Linked DNA regions of Mus musculus: all the other regions are linked to region 1. Evidence: chromatin contacts called from public promoter capture Hi-C data. All regions are on one chromosome and are shown on one strand. The core of a region is the stretch at or near the end of the contact, and the rest is flanking DNA. Distances in the headings are between cores, read along the strand shown.

Evidence for each region. Promoter capture Hi-C pulls out the DNA fragments that hold promoters and counts their contacts.
Region 2: a promoter capture Hi-C map of pre-B cells shows a contact between it and region 1, with 4 times the contacts expected there. The contact joins the promoter of Arcn1 here to the promoter of Pcsk7 in region 1. A contact is called at or near these places in 9 of 39 promoter capture datasets (the C10 cell line, cranial neural crest, hippocampal neurons and 5 more), 1 of 484 Hi-C or Micro-C datasets (pre-B cells) and 3 of 115 datasets of contacts at active chromatin or transcription factors (astrocytes, embryonic stem cells and large pre-B cells).
Region 3: a contact with region 1 is called in a promoter capture Hi-C map of erythroid cells, with 5 times the contacts expected there. The contact joins the promoter of Ddx6 here to the promoter of Pcsk7 in region 1. A contact is called at or near these places in 2 of 39 promoter capture datasets (erythroid cells and pre-B cells) and 1 of 484 Hi-C or Micro-C datasets (embryonic stem cells).
Region 4: a contact with region 1 is called in a promoter capture Hi-C map of pre-B cells, with 5 times the contacts expected there. The contact joins the promoter of Ccdc84 here to the promoter of Pcsk7 in region 1. A contact is called at or near these places in 5 of 39 promoter capture datasets (the HPC-7 cell line, fetal liver, hippocampal neurons and 2 more).
Region 5: a contact with region 1 is called in a promoter capture Hi-C map of pre-B cells, with 3 times the contacts expected there. The contact joins the promoter of Kmt2a here to the promoter of Pcsk7 in region 1. A contact is called at or near these places in 4 of 39 promoter capture datasets (cranial neural crest, hippocampal neurons, pre-B cells and 1 more), 1 of 484 Hi-C or Micro-C datasets (embryonic stem cells), 3 of 115 datasets of contacts at active chromatin or transcription factors (astrocytes, large pre-B cells and neural tube) and 2 of 9 other capture datasets (adipose tissue and embryonic stem cells).

Annotation. Positions count from the first base shown.
Region 1 is chr9:45,905,277-45,907,976 of GRCm38.p6, forward strand. It overlaps Pcsk7 (proprotein convertase subtilisin/kexin type 7), which reads left to right and starts at 1,293. Exons shown (of 17, transcript NM_008794.2): 1 at 1,293-1,763. Rnf214 (ring finger protein 214) reads right to left here and starts at 1,635. Exons shown (of 14, transcript NM_178709.5): 1 at 1,076-1,635.
Region 2 is chr9:44,766,488-44,769,187 of GRCm38.p6, forward strand. Arcn1 (archain 1) reads right to left here and starts at 1,321. Exons shown (of 10, transcript NM_145985.4): 1 at 1,183-1,321. The coding sequence starts at 1,185.
Region 3 is chr9:44,603,466-44,606,165 of GRCm38.p6, forward strand. Ddx6 (DEAD (Asp-Glu-Ala-Asp) box polypeptide 6) reads left to right here and starts at 1,427. Exons shown (of 14, transcript NM_181324.3): 1 at 1,427-1,487.
Region 4 is chr9:44,416,632-44,419,331 of GRCm38.p6, forward strand. It overlaps Ccdc84 (coiled-coil domain containing 84), which reads right to left and starts at 1,438. Exons shown (of 11, transcript NM_201372.4): 1 at 1,238-1,438; 2 at 1,002-1,165; 3 at 480-578. The coding sequence starts at 1,357.
Region 5 is chr9:44,880,023-44,882,722 of GRCm38.p6, forward strand. Kmt2a (lysine (K)-specific methyltransferase 2A) reads right to left here and starts at 1,267. Exons shown (of 36, transcript NM_001357549.2): 1 at 827-1,267. The coding sequence starts at 1,252. Gm39326 (a long non-coding RNA gene) reads left to right here. Exons shown (of 4, transcript XR_870694.3): 2 at 1-2,681.

The sequences.
Region 1 (2,700 bases), core at 43-2,542:
CATTCTCTATTAATTTAAGTGATAGGGTTTATGTGAGGTGTTTCCAAGAACAAGTCACCCCGGACCATCTCTGTGGGGTGTCTTTTAGCCTGACAGTATTCCTTTCCTACAGATGGGAATGTCTGGTATCTGCCAACGCCCCACTAACAAGTTACCATTGAGTCACAGGCTACTACTCAGTTACTCCAGGAGAAAAGGGAGATGTTGAAAAACATGGTAACTCAAGTAAGGGAACCCAAGAAGACGGTTTTTTACATTTTTATTTTTAAGAGCATCTTTTTTGCTGCAAAATAAACTCGGCCTTCTATGGTAACAAGAAAAACTAGGTGGTAAAAGTAGGATTAGTTCCCATTCCTGCTTTTATTTTGACAGCATCCCATGAATAGAATATCTCTGAACCCAGAAGAATGCACAAGAGCAGATACCGAGTCGGGCTGAATCAATAGTCACAGCTCAGTGCCTCAGTTTCCTCTCATAATAAAAAGCTCCTAGGTGAAAATGGGCCCTGAAACGCCATTATTGCATCTCGGATGCAATCAGTCTGCCTACAATAGGGTCGAGATCATTGCCTCCAACAGGGAACAAGGTCTGGGTCACCGATGCCCAGTAAACGAAAACCTTAGGGCAAGGGTCATACGTGAAACTCCGCAGCTAGAGCCCCAAACGAGAGGGATGGGGGGTGGGGTCGCACATCTGGCTCAAGAGCCCAGTGTGCCCAAGGGAATCCCGCAAGGCAGTGATGGTCACCAGTCAGGCGGCGACGCAGAAGGGGACAATGGGGGGAAGCTGCGCCGGGTGGTCACCGCCACTCTTCACAGGGAGCTGCCGCTACGCTGGCCCTTGGCACTGGCCAGCGCCACCTCCACCCCTTCCCCTCCGTCCTCACCGGCCGCCAGCTCCCGTCCCACTCCCAGGCCGGGCTCCCGCCCCTGTCCCCGCCGCCCCCTCCCCGCCGCCCCCTCCTCCTCCGCCGCGCCCCCCTAGTCCCGCCGTCCCGACCCGCGCGCGCCGCCCCGCACACACCTCCCGCGCCGCGCCCCCGGGGAGCCAAGCGGGGGGGAGGGAAGGGACGCACCTGAGCGGGCGGAGCGGGGGAGGGGGCGGCCAAGCCTGGGGGAGGGGTCGAGCGCTGGCCCGCGCGCGGCACCTCCCACTTCCGGCGGCGCGAGCGCAAGGGGGCGAGGCCGGGGCGGCGAGAGGAGCGGAACCCGCGGGGTGAGCGGCCGCCACCGACGGCGCCCTCTGGCGGCAGGCGCGGACAGCGACCGGACAACGGAGCCGCTGAGGGGACCAGCCCTGAGACCCAAGCGGAGCCCGAGGGACACGCGGGCCAGAGAGACGGCGGCCGGATGGAGGCGAGAGCCTCTCTGAGGAGTTTATGGGGAAGAGTCAAGGCTATGGCAGTCCGACGGAGAAGAGCCGCGAGGGGTGTTTAGAGGTCGGAACCGGGATGGTCCTTACAGAGGACGCCATGAAGGACGAGGGCCCTGTGGCGGAGGGGGTCCTGTGGCGGAGGACACGAGGATTCGAGGCGCCGGAACTCCCACAGCCCTCACGGGCCTGTGACAGAAGCTGTCGGCGGAGCGCCCGGAGCTCGGCCCGCTGGTCAAGAGGCCGCAGGCCCAGCCGCTGATTGGCTGCGGCGCCGGGCGGAAGTGATGTCGCTGTCAGTGGCGCCTCCGGCTCCGGGGAAGCCGAGAGTTTCCGTAGGGTGGGGGCTGCGGCGGCAGCAGCAGCAGCGACAGTAGCAACAGAGGCTGTGGGTGAGTCGGGAAGAAATGTAGTGGAGGCTGGACCTCGGATATACGGGGGACCATGGACCGGGGCTGGTCGGCGTCTGCGGAGGAGGTCCTTCGCTGAGGGCACCTTGGGTCCTGGCGTGGGCGACCCCAGAGGGACCGGGTCTCCGGGTCGTAGGTTCCGGACAGCATCGGTCCTAAGGAGAGAGAGGCACATTGCACGGAGCAGCTGAGTCCGCGTGGGAGTGGGGGCATCAGAAAACTCACTCTGTACAGACCCTGGTTCCTGTGAGTGGGGAGGCGGGGCTTGAAGGACGGTGGTTTAAGAGCAGAATCTTGAGCAGGAAAGGTGCCCGTCTACCTTAGTTGAGGGTGATGGGAGTCTATTTTCAGAAAGTGCTTAAGATTTCTTGCTCAGAGGTCTGAGAATAAGTGCTGCTGTGCCTCTGGACCACAGGGAGAAAAAAACAAACAAACAAACAAAACAAAACAAAAACAAAACTCGGTTTCTCTTCCAGAAATCTCTGTTGGAACCTACAGAGATTGTAGGAGCCTGCCTGAGTGGATGGCTGCTATCAAACCAGACTTTGGATTTACTTATATGCAGACTAGGGAAGACACCTGGGTATCTTGGGCCAAATTGAAGCAGCCCCAGGGGCAGGAAGAATGTAATAGGAAATATGCCATGGAACTTAAGGACATGGTGGCCCACACCTATAATAACAGCAGTAAAGGGGTGGAAGCAAGAGTTCTCAGCCAACCTTTATTATATAAAGAAAGCTTGTTTAAGCCGGATGTTGGTGGCACACACCTTTGTTATCCCAGCACTCTGGAAGCGGAAGCAGGCTGGCTCTCTTGAGTTCCAGGCCAGCCTGGTATACAGAGGAAGGGAGGTCCAAGGAGTCTTTGGTAAAACAGTCTTTCCAGAATGTTTTAAGTCGGTACCATCCAAGTGTATGTC
Region 2 (2,700 bases), core at 71-2,570, 1.1 Mb before region 1:
TCCATAACTATAGTTCTAGGGAATCCAATACCATCTTCAGGTATTGCACAGACACACAACTTCATATACATAAAATAAAAACATCTTAAAATATAAAAGAAAAAACATACACAATAACAACAACAACATCAACTCATGGAATTGGGGCTCAGGGTCGGTATATGAGGTTTTGGAAATTTTATGTCTAATACCAAATTTTGGGAGGCAAGCCTACTTGATGTAAATTTTATACACCTGAGGCTGGAAAAGAAACTTTCTGTGGTTTAAAGACCAAACATGAATTTCTCCTCTAACCAAATTCTTATCAAAAGAGTTGTTAGTAGAACTTAATAGGACAAGTACCAAGAGAGTCAGTCATGTTACTTAGGTATGCTTTCAAAGCACCTTTAAAAATTCTTCAAAAGTTACTAGATCTAAGGATCTCCTCTTATTCCCGAATATTCAGATTTCAGTCGATTAAGGAGGATCTGGTGGAGTTAATTCTGCTTTCTCCTACCCTCACCTACAAATAACCTCTCCTATCTTGGTAACAGATGAGTTCATAGAGAAATAAGCTCCGCTGGCATCAGAGTCCCCAAGCACAGCCCACCTCTCCTATTCCACATAACAGCTGTGATTACAGTAAGCCACACTCCTGTCACTCCACCAAAACGGTCGGTCCCTTAAAGACAGAAACCCTGTGCTGTCACTCCGTTTCTCTACGTTCTATATACACTCTGCACCAGCCTCGCTGCCAAAGACACGTACGCGCTACCCTAGCACAGGGTAGCTACGGGGACACCGGGGTCCCTCAAACGGGCGCCCGAAGTTACCATTTCCGCACTGCCTCTACTTCCCCCTTTCAATTAAGAGGTGGAGGAGGGAGAAGAAAAGCTTTGAGGCGTGGTGACAAGAGGACGAAAAGCGGCGGACAGGCCCAGCCTCCAGCCCTGCGGTTCCGGAGCTCGCAGGGAACCGGCGGGACCTGAGGACGGAAGACCCGCGCGACAACCACCAGCCCGAGTGGCGGGCGGGCGGACGTGGCGGCGCTGCCGGCGGAGGCTAGGTGGGCGCGGCAGCTTTCGCTCTAGGACTCCGGGAGGCCGTGCCAAGCCTGGGCCGACAGCAGGGCTCCGGGCGCGGCTCCTGCGGTCCCGGCCCAGCCGGCGAGGACGTGGCGAGGGAACCCGGCTCGGCGCTTACCATGGTGAGGCCGCAGGTGGGGCGCGCTGCGCCGCGCTCTGGCTCTGCGGGGACTCGGGCTGCTGCCCAGAGACGCGGAGCTCTGGCCGCTCCGGACCTGCCGCCCCTGACAGGAGCCTCCGCCGCTTCGCCTCTTGCCAAGATGGCGGCCCCAAGCCACGTCTCCAACCGGAAACGGCGCGGGTCAAAGGGCGGGGGGCGGGGCCAGTAAGCTCCGAAGCCAGGAAACTCAGACCCCTGTTAGCCCAGGATTTGCAGGTTTGGCTAGAATTGTGGAGCGTCATTCCTCTGTCCTTTCTTTCTCTTCGCCTGCGTTTATTTGGTGCTGCTTCTTTTTTTTTTTTTTTTTTTTTTTTTTTTAAAGATTTATTTATTATTATATGTAAGTACACTGTAGCTGTCTTCAGACACTCCAGAAGAGGGAGTCAGATCTCGTTACGGATGGTTGTGAGCCACCATGTGGTTGCTGGGATTTGAACTCCGGACCTTCGGAAGAGCAGTCGGGTGCTCTTACCCACTGAGCCATCTCACCAGCCCTTGGTGCTGCTTCTTAAAGTTCGTAAAAACACTCAATGGAATATATAAAATAATCTGTGACCATGAGGAACTAGTATCCTGAATACATAACGTCTAGAACTCCCGTAATAAAGCCGGCATGGTGTCCCCTCACCTGTAATCAATTCCAGGTAAATTAGGAAACTGAGGAGGAAGACCAAAAATTGTCCAGCCGGGCACACGCCTTTAATCCCAGTACTCGGGAGCCAGGGGCAGGACGATCTCTGTAAATTTGAAGCCAGCCTGGTCTACAAAACAAGTCTGGGATAGCCAGAGAGAGCTACACAGAGAAACCCTGTCTTGAGAAGCAAAGCACTAATAAAATACTGACACATACAACATAGATTAGCCTTGAAAACAGGTGTAAAGAAACAGATGCAAAGGCCACTATTTGTTTGCAATGACTAAACCAGGGATATCTGTGAAATTAGAAAGCTTATAAGTGATTTATCGGAGTTCCAGAAGACTAGGACATAGCGGCTAGTGCATTATGTTTGGAATGTAAGTGCCATGGAATTACCCAGAGGCAGATATCCTGAAAGCCACTGAACTGTACGGTTTATCTTCAATATGTAATTATTTTATTTTTAAATCCTATGTGTGTTCAGACATGTGCCTGCGAATGCAGGCGCTGCCTGATATGGGTGCTGGGAATCGAACTGGGGCTTTTTGAAACAGCAACGGATACTCTTGACTGCTGAACCCCCTCTCCAGTCCTGAACTGTATACTTCAAAGGGCTGGGGTTTTTTGTTTGTTTGTTTGTTTGTTTGTTTTAGGGTCCTGAGAGATAGCTCAGCAGTTAAAATCCTATATTGCTCTTGCAGATTTGGTTTTCTCCTGCCTCAAAAAAGAAAGAAAAGAAAATGTATGTTCACAAGTGTCCTTGGTCAGGCGCGCCTTAGAGGCTGTATAACAGAAGTAAAAACAAACGAGGAATCAGCGCGACCTGTGCTTAAATTCTT
Region 3 (2,700 bases), core at 177-2,676, 1.3 Mb before region 1:
CATGCACTGGAGTTTGGTAGACTTGGGCTCTCAAGTAAAAAACAAAAAACAAAAAACAGGAGAGCGCAGCGGTTTAAAAGGGGGGGGGGGGCTTCAGACTTATTCTGATTGGATGTTGCTAGCTAAGAAGCAGGAGGGCTGGAAGCAGGGAGTCATTGGTTTAGAGAGCATATTTGGCTTTCTCTGATTGGTCTCAAGTTGGAAGCAGCGGTAAAAATATGGAAGCTGCAAGTCAGTGACTAAGTACTGACTGTCCAGGATTCCCTAACGTCGGTGTTTAGTAAGGAATCGCACTGTCCCAAAGGGTTTAACCACTGTCAGTATTTCCAGCCCTCCAGCAGCGTAAGACGCGAGTTTTTAACTTTCTCCGGCCCAGCTCGATTTTTACTTAACAAACAAAAAAGTTTGTTTTGCTTGGAACAAGACGACTTTCTAGGTTAAGGATAAGACATCAGGATCCGAGAATCATAGAAACAAACGCACAAATATCTGCAGTAAGGGTCAGGCAGGAGAATCTACGGGTCTCCCATTTGCACAGCGAGCCCTCACTGGTAGAGGCGATCCGCCCTTCTTTCTAGAAGAGTGCCACTGCGGGCAGGAGCAAAGGGTCACCTCGCCTGCACTCCGGGTTTGATAGCCCACGACCGAGGGCGCGCTCCCGGCTCACTGCTTCCCCCGGTGCCCCTTCCCGCTCCCTCTCAGACAGCATCGGCCCCAAAGGCCCCACTTTTCTGCACGCCCTGGCCTCGCAGCGTCCTCCCGGCCATCCCAGCTCAGCTTCCGGACCCGCGCAGGCTGCCCTCCGAGTGTGTCCGAGGTCAGCAGTCAGCAGACGTCCCCTCCGGCCCGGGACCCGTCAGCCCAGCTCCGAAGGGACGAACGAAGGCAAGGGCGACAGTCCTCGGCCACCGCCATTCATTTCCCCAGCGGTCTCGTCAGCTCTGCAGGCAAGCCCTCTCGCCCGTCCGTCCATCCGTCCGTCCCTCCGTCCCGAAAGCAACCCCGTGTTTCCCTGAGCTCGGCCCCGTCAAAGGCCGGTCTCTCCCGACCCTCGCCCGCCGCGCCCAGGAAGCCGTGACGCCGCGGCGGCTGCAGCTGCAGCGGCCGAGCTCTCGCCATCTTGTGTGGAGGAGGAGGAGCCGCGGCCGCCGCCATGCGGAGCGGCTGGGAAGGAGGGAGGGAGGCGACGGCGGCGGGCGAGGGAGGGGGCAGAGCAGCAGAGTCAGCTCAGCCCGGCGGCGGCGACATCGGGGGCGCCGGCACAGCGGGCGCCGGCCGAGGTAGTGCGGGGTGGCGGCGGCGGCGGCGGCGGCGAGCTGCGCGGGCAGCGAGCGTCGCGGCGGGGGCGGGGCGGGGCGGCGGGCGTCGCGGCGAGGGGCCGGGTGGGGGCGGGCGGAGGTTTCCGAGGAGGAAGGAGCCGCCGCCATTTTGGGAGCTTCGAGTCAACAATAAAGGACCGAGGGTGCGGAGCGGGAGTGGCCTCGGTGGTAGGACTCGGGCCCGAGCCGCGGGGCGTGGGGTGAGGCGGCGTGGTCGGGGTCGGCAGGATCCTGAGGGTATCAGGGAGCCCCCTTCGGGCAGAAGCCCGAGGCCCAGGCCTGGCCCGGGAGGACGGGCGGGTGGCCGCTGAGAAGAGCGGGGGCGGCGGAGAGGAGTGGAACCGAGGAATGTGGCGTGTGCGGGGTATGGAGGAGGAGCGGCGGGGAGCTCTGGACGAGCGGTGCGGTAGACGGGAGCGGGGACGGAACACCGGCCGGGACACCCGAGTGAGGTTGGGAGTGCGAGGCAGGGCAGCCCTGCGGGGGGTGGCAGGGCTGTGCTGGCCGGGGACTCGGCTGGGAGAGGAGCCGCGGCTGCTCGCTTGCAAGTAGGCCTTGCAGGTTGGTGGGGACAGAGGGTTTGGGGGAGACTCGGCGGCGTAAGAGGGGAGGAGAGGCGGTCCAGTTTCGGGGTTCTCTTCCGGGCCTTCTGAGGGGGGGGAGTCCCTATTGTTTCCCACTCGCAGAGCTGGTTCCGGCTCTTGTGGCGCAGATAGGATTGCAGGGCAGAAACCCTTTTGCTTTTTGATCCGAGGGAGCTGGGTTTGAAGCGAGGGAAGTTGGGGGAGGGGGCGAGGAATTATTGCCTTACGGTTACCGGACTCCGATTCTTGGCTTAGGGTTTTCCCTTCGCCATAGCCCCCCTTTACCTTCGTAAGAACCCCAATCACTCCTACTTCCTGTTGAGGCGTATAGAAATCGCCCTGTATTTGCAAACAAAAGCCCTTGTTGGAGCTTATGGGACTGTTTTAGGTGTGAAAACTGTCAATTGCTAACCACGGTCTGGGCCCTGCTGTAATTAACTCTGCCAGGGGCTCCTCCCAACTAAGTCTTATGTTCCTTCGTGGTTTTGTTTTAGGAATATAACTTGCAAATCTAAATTGGGAAGGGGTAGGACGAAAAATTTCCCACTGAGCCATAAAGCTGCAGTGCAGGTATCCGTTTCTGGAGGGAGCAGTTATCGAAGTCTCTGGGTTTAAGGCGCTAGGAGGTTTTACTGTGCTTGATTGACAGTACTGATGGTGTCGGTTAGGATTCAGAGGTTGCCCCCTTCATCCTCTTAGTGCTGTACAAACAGTAAGCCTTCCTGTTTGACGGACCTGATACTGTTGATCGTATGCTGTCAATACAGAAAATACCTATTGAGATAACAAATAAACAA
Region 4 (2,700 bases), core at 188-2,687, 1.5 Mb before region 1:
TAGAGCTATAAATGGTCACCAACACACTGGAGTTGAGTTTCCCCAATTAGTTCTTGTTTTGAGATAAGGTTCTGTCTGTAGCCTCAACTGGCTTTGGCTGCTCAAGGATCCATTCTTTGCTTCCCTAGTCCTGGGGTTACATATGTGGACCATCACACTCCCTCAGAACTCCCCAATTTAAAGAAGCTCTCGTGGGGCTGGTGAGATGGCTCACCCGACTGCTCTTCCGAAGGTCCGGAGTTCAAATCCCAGCAACCACATGTTGGCTCACAACCATCCGTAACGAGATCTGACTCCCTCTTCTGGAGTGTCTGAAGACAGCTACAGTGTACTTACATATAATAAATAAATAAATAAATAAATCTAAAAAAAAAAAAAAAAAAAAAAAAGAATGGCATAAAAAAAACCACTTTAAAAAAAAAAAAAAGAAGCTCTTGTGCCTGACAAAGACCTGGATAACTCACGAACACGTAACTCACCGTGCATAATCCTGGGGGGAGATCAGAAACTTCTCTTTCATCTGGGCATTGGCCTTGTTCTCCCACCAGAATTTGTTGGTGGCTTTCTTGTGCTCTGGGCTGAGAATGGAGAGAAAGAGTAATCGTAGCTAGTCATTAAGAGAGTAAAACTGTACCGAATGTCAGAGCACTAGGTAAGTAATGCAGATTGGCCATTGGGTTGCTTCTGTGGGCTTGGCAGAGAGAAGAGGATTGTTTATACCAACCTCTTCAAGACCTCTATCTTGGGACTCCTTTCTTCCAATAAAGTGTGTGGTGGTGGTGAGAGGAGAGCAACCTGGCTTTTCTAGAAAGATCACCCACACCACTGGGACCGTGGAAGGGCTAAGATCCACTAAACTCCACGGTTGGCCAGGTAGTTCAGTCCATAACCCAACTAAGTCACAAAGTCGACCTTCCTTCTCCCCAATTTCAACTTCCCATGCCACACGTGTGTACAACTCTCTGTCTGTACGGGGGAGGTGGGTGTTTTCCAGTTGTCACCTGGCCAGATGTTCCAGCAGACCCCCGTGTAGCACTGTCAGGTTGCCATGGCTCAGGTGTTTTCGCACTTCGCAGCCACAGCACGGGCACCAACAGCACCGATCGTGCTCGGGGACATAGCGCTCCACCTGGGCGGCGCGGACGGCCCGGCGGGCGGCCTCCACCTGCAGGACAGAAGCCAGCTAGGACCCTGAAACCAGCCCACATTCCTGGCCTCCCCAGCCCCGGGTCCGCACCTGCGGTAGAAGCCGCTCCAGAGCCCCCTTCAACTGCCGCTGGTGCTTGTGGCTGTAGACGTGACCGCGACCACAGAAGAAAGTTTGCCGACACAGAGGACATCGCTGCGGTGGCGCCATAGACCCAGGACCCGGGAACACCCACACAGCGGCGGCTCGTCACCACCCACTGACCCCTGACCCTTCCGGGCCGGACGGGGCGGGGCGACCTAGGAGCTCCCGGTTCCCCTAGAGGCAGTAGGCGCTATTGCAATCCGTTCTGCGGCTGCGCGGAATATTCACTCCGGGCCCCCACCTCCCACGCACCCGCAGAAAACCCGGCAGCTTGTGAAAGAACGAGAAAGAATGCACGCCAGTTAGGACCTCAGATCGCACACTTTCAGGCGTTGACAAAGACCCAGTTTAGCGTAACAACGCAGAACTGGTAATTTCAGGGCGCACACTGTGACCCCGTGCTTTGTGCTAATGACCTCACCGAATCCTCACGTCGATGCTTTGTGGTGTGAGATTATTGGCATTTTACACATGGGAAAAAAAAAATCTACTCCTGAAGAAATGAGGACCTCTGAGGAAAGCTAGAGAGGTGTATTAAGCAGCCCCTCCAGCTTCCCTGAGACCTGCAGGGGTCTAAGTCACTGTGATATTCTTTTTTTTTTTTTGGTTTTTCGAGGAAGGGTCCTGGAGCTCACTTTGTAGACCAGTCTGGCCTCGAAATCAGAAATCCGCCTGGCTCTGCCTCCCAAGTGCTGGGGTTAAAGGCGTGTGCCACCACTGCCCGGCAGACTGTGATATTCTTAATTTTCAAAGGTGTTCTGCACAAGAATATTCTCTGTAAGTCATTTCTCCGAGCATTGGCTGGGAAATCTAATTCTGAAAACTTGAATGGTTACAGTGAATCATGCTCTATCGCCATTACAAGAATAATGTCATACGCCGCCCAGGTCAGACCCAATATGTTTTTCCCCATTTGTTCCAAAGTTGCTCAAAGCAGTCTGCTCCCAAGGTCTCTGCAATTAAGCTTACTTGATAGTATTTTCCTGCCAGTCTCCTCTACCAAATGCTCATTTCCCACCTGAACTTGGCTTGTGTGAAACAAAACCCAGCATCTTTACAATTAAGTTCCTTGAGTGGCCAGGTTTCCAGCGCCTGCATATACAGGTAGTCAAGCCCCACCCGGCAGGAAGGAAAAAAAAATCCTGTATTAGGCTTCAAAATCCTACCAATCCCTGAGTTTGTCCCAAAAAAATCAGACTATAGAATTCCACCAATCACTGAGTTTACCCTAAAAACATGCCACAGAATTCCACCAATCACTGAGCTTGCTCCTAGAGCAGGTCACAAAATTCCACCAATCCAGGAGTTTGCCCAAGATCAGACCATAAAATCCCACCAATCAAAAACTACCCTGGAAAGTGCCCCGCCAATCCCATTCTATATTATGCTTGCCTCGTATGTGGTTCCTT
Region 5 (2,700 bases), core at 17-2,516, 1.0 Mb before region 1:
CTCTGGTCCTTCCTCTAAAGGAGGGAAAGGGGTGGAGTTGGAGGTAAATCCCTGACACCAGCAGCCTAGGAAACGTAGCCCTGGAAGATGAGGAAAGAGACAACGCTGGGGAGAGCACTGTTATCTTCGCAGGAGAGATGAGAACGACAAGGTAGAGAGAAAGCTTTCCCCGAGGGGTAGGGCGGAACGAGGAGGCCTGGTGTGCAGGAGGTGGGAGTGGGCTGGTGGTAGAGGTGAGACAAGGGGGAGTGACTGGCAAGGTGAAGACCTGGCTGGGGAGGGAGGGAGGGTTGGTCAGGTTTTCAGAAGCAAGGTGCAGGAAGGGACCTGGATTTCCCAAGGGCCAGGATAAGAACCTGGCTCTGGATGAAGCCACCACCCGAGAGATGTCCAAGGGGGAAGACTGCCCTAGGAGTAACACATCTGCCCAGGGAAGGAGGCGGAGATGTGGCGGGATCAGGTCTCTGGCAGAGGGAGGGAGGAATCTGGCTCGGATGAGGTAATCTGTGAAAGGGAGGAGGGGTTCAGTCCCGGGATGGGAAACCCCCGCAAGGGGGTCTGTGCCAAGGGATTTGGGGAAGGGTCCAGGGGAAGAAGGCGGGACGGGGGCTAAAGGCCCTCAACTAGAAGGGTCTGAGCCCTCGGGTAAGGGCGCCTGGGGGTCTGCAGCCCATAACGGGGGTCCTGAGATGGGAGGGCCATTTGCCCCACGTTAGGGACCCCAGGATGTTTCCAGAATTGGGATGCTCCTCAGACCTGCATGGGGGAGGGGAGGGGTTCTTCAGAGGGTCGAGACCCCGGACCTTGGGGTTCCTCGCCCCCTTACCTCTCCGCTGCCGCCTCCCCCGCCGCTCTCCCCAAACACTGCCCGGAACCGGCGCAGGTTGGTGCCGATGGCGGCCGAGACCTGCAGCGCCGCGTCGAAGCCCGGGCCCACCCGGAGCAGGGCCGGCCCTGAGGAGGCTGAGGACGATGACGAAGACGAAGACGAGGCGGACGACGAAGAGGCTGCTGAGGCGGCGGCCGCTCCCCCTGGAACCCCAGCCCCGCTGCTTCCCGCCGCCGCCGCCGCCACCGCCGGGGGGGAGGGGGGCGCCCCGGGGCCGCCACCGCCGGCCTGGGGCCCGGGGGGAAGCAGCAAGGCCGGGACGCGTTGCCGCGGGGCGCCCCCTAGGCCCCGGCGCCCCCCGCCGCCGCCGCCCCCGGTGGTCCCGGGTCGGGCGGGGAAGCGCCACCGACAGCTGTGCGCCATGTTCGCCCCGTAAGTGAAGCAGCGAGAGGGAGAGGCGACAACACAGGGGGGCGGGGAGGCGGAGGGGGGGGAGCGGCGGGCCCCGGAACCTGCCTAACCCGCCTGGCGCCGCCCAGATGGCCGTACCCCGCGGCCCGCTATGCCGAGCGCCGGGTGGCGCCCGCCTGCCCTGCAATCTGCATATGAGCCTCTGGCCTCCGCCTCCGCCGCCCGGAGGCCGCTGCTCTATGCCGAGCCCCGGGCCCGGCTCCTCCCGCCCGGCAACCTGGATAAGTGCATGCCCCGCCCTCCGGGAGCGGCAGCGCCAGGGAAGATGAGGGGGGGAAGGAAGCCCTGGAGCCCGGAGCGGAGGCGGGTTCCGGGGAGAGGGGGGAGGGGGCGAGGGCGGCGGGAGGATGGAGGCGGAGGGAGCGGGTGGCCCGCAGCCGAGAGAGCCGAGAAGCCGATTACACACGTTCCCGGGACGCGCAGGGACTTGAGCGGCCCAGGAGAACCGCTTCCAGTGCGGCGCGGCTGCTGGGTCCCCGGAGGAGCGAGCCTTCTCCGCCGCTTTGGAGAGCGGCGGGCTTAGCCCTTATGGAACGCTTCTAGAATCCAGAAAGCTCCATTGTACTCCATGCAAAACCCAAGCGTCGCCCAATTGATTCTATGCAAAATGGCAAGGCTCTCGGCGAACGCGCCTTAAAAAAATAAAATCCAATAAAAGAGGAGCCCCTCCCATCTTCACGCTTGGAGCTCTTTCCAAAATCCACACAACCGTGTGGTCGGCCTCTGCCACCTCCTCGCTCCACTGTGCGCTGGAGGGAGGTGAGGGGCTTCTGGTTTCCGTGCCCTTCTCCGGAGTTGGGGTGTGTTTTCCCAGTCCAGGCGTTGGAGCCACAGCGTGCGCTCCGCAAACGACCTGGCGTTACAACGGAGCTGAAACTGGGTGGCTAACGGACAGGGCCTGGAGGGAAGAGGCGGGCAAAGGCGCCCCGCCCCTTCTTCCTCCGCTTCCAGCCTGCCGCTGCATGCAAAGCAGACCCTAATGTATGCACACGGAGGGAGGGGGCTCGCCAGCACATTTCTCATGATTGGGAGGGGGGGGGTTTGAAGCCCGGCGTAGGGCATTATGATACACAGGGTTAGCAAGCCGAGAGGGAGGGAAGAGGGGTAGGGCAGTGCCGGGGGTTGATGGTGGGGTGAATATCCACGGGATTTACTTTATTGCAGGAAATGGGAGACGGCGCCTCCAGCGAGGCGTTAGAAGCCTGCGGGGATGGAAAAGCCAAGGAGGGAGGGAGAGATTGCTGCCCGAAGAATTTGCCTTGGCTGAGGCTTAGGGATCGATACACTGCCTGCAGACCCGGAGCAGCCTCCATCTCCCCCAACCCCCAGCCGAGGTGGAGTTCGCAGGAAGGTCATGCAGCCGTCCAGGTCTCCCGCACCGGTACCCGGCGCTGCTCTAA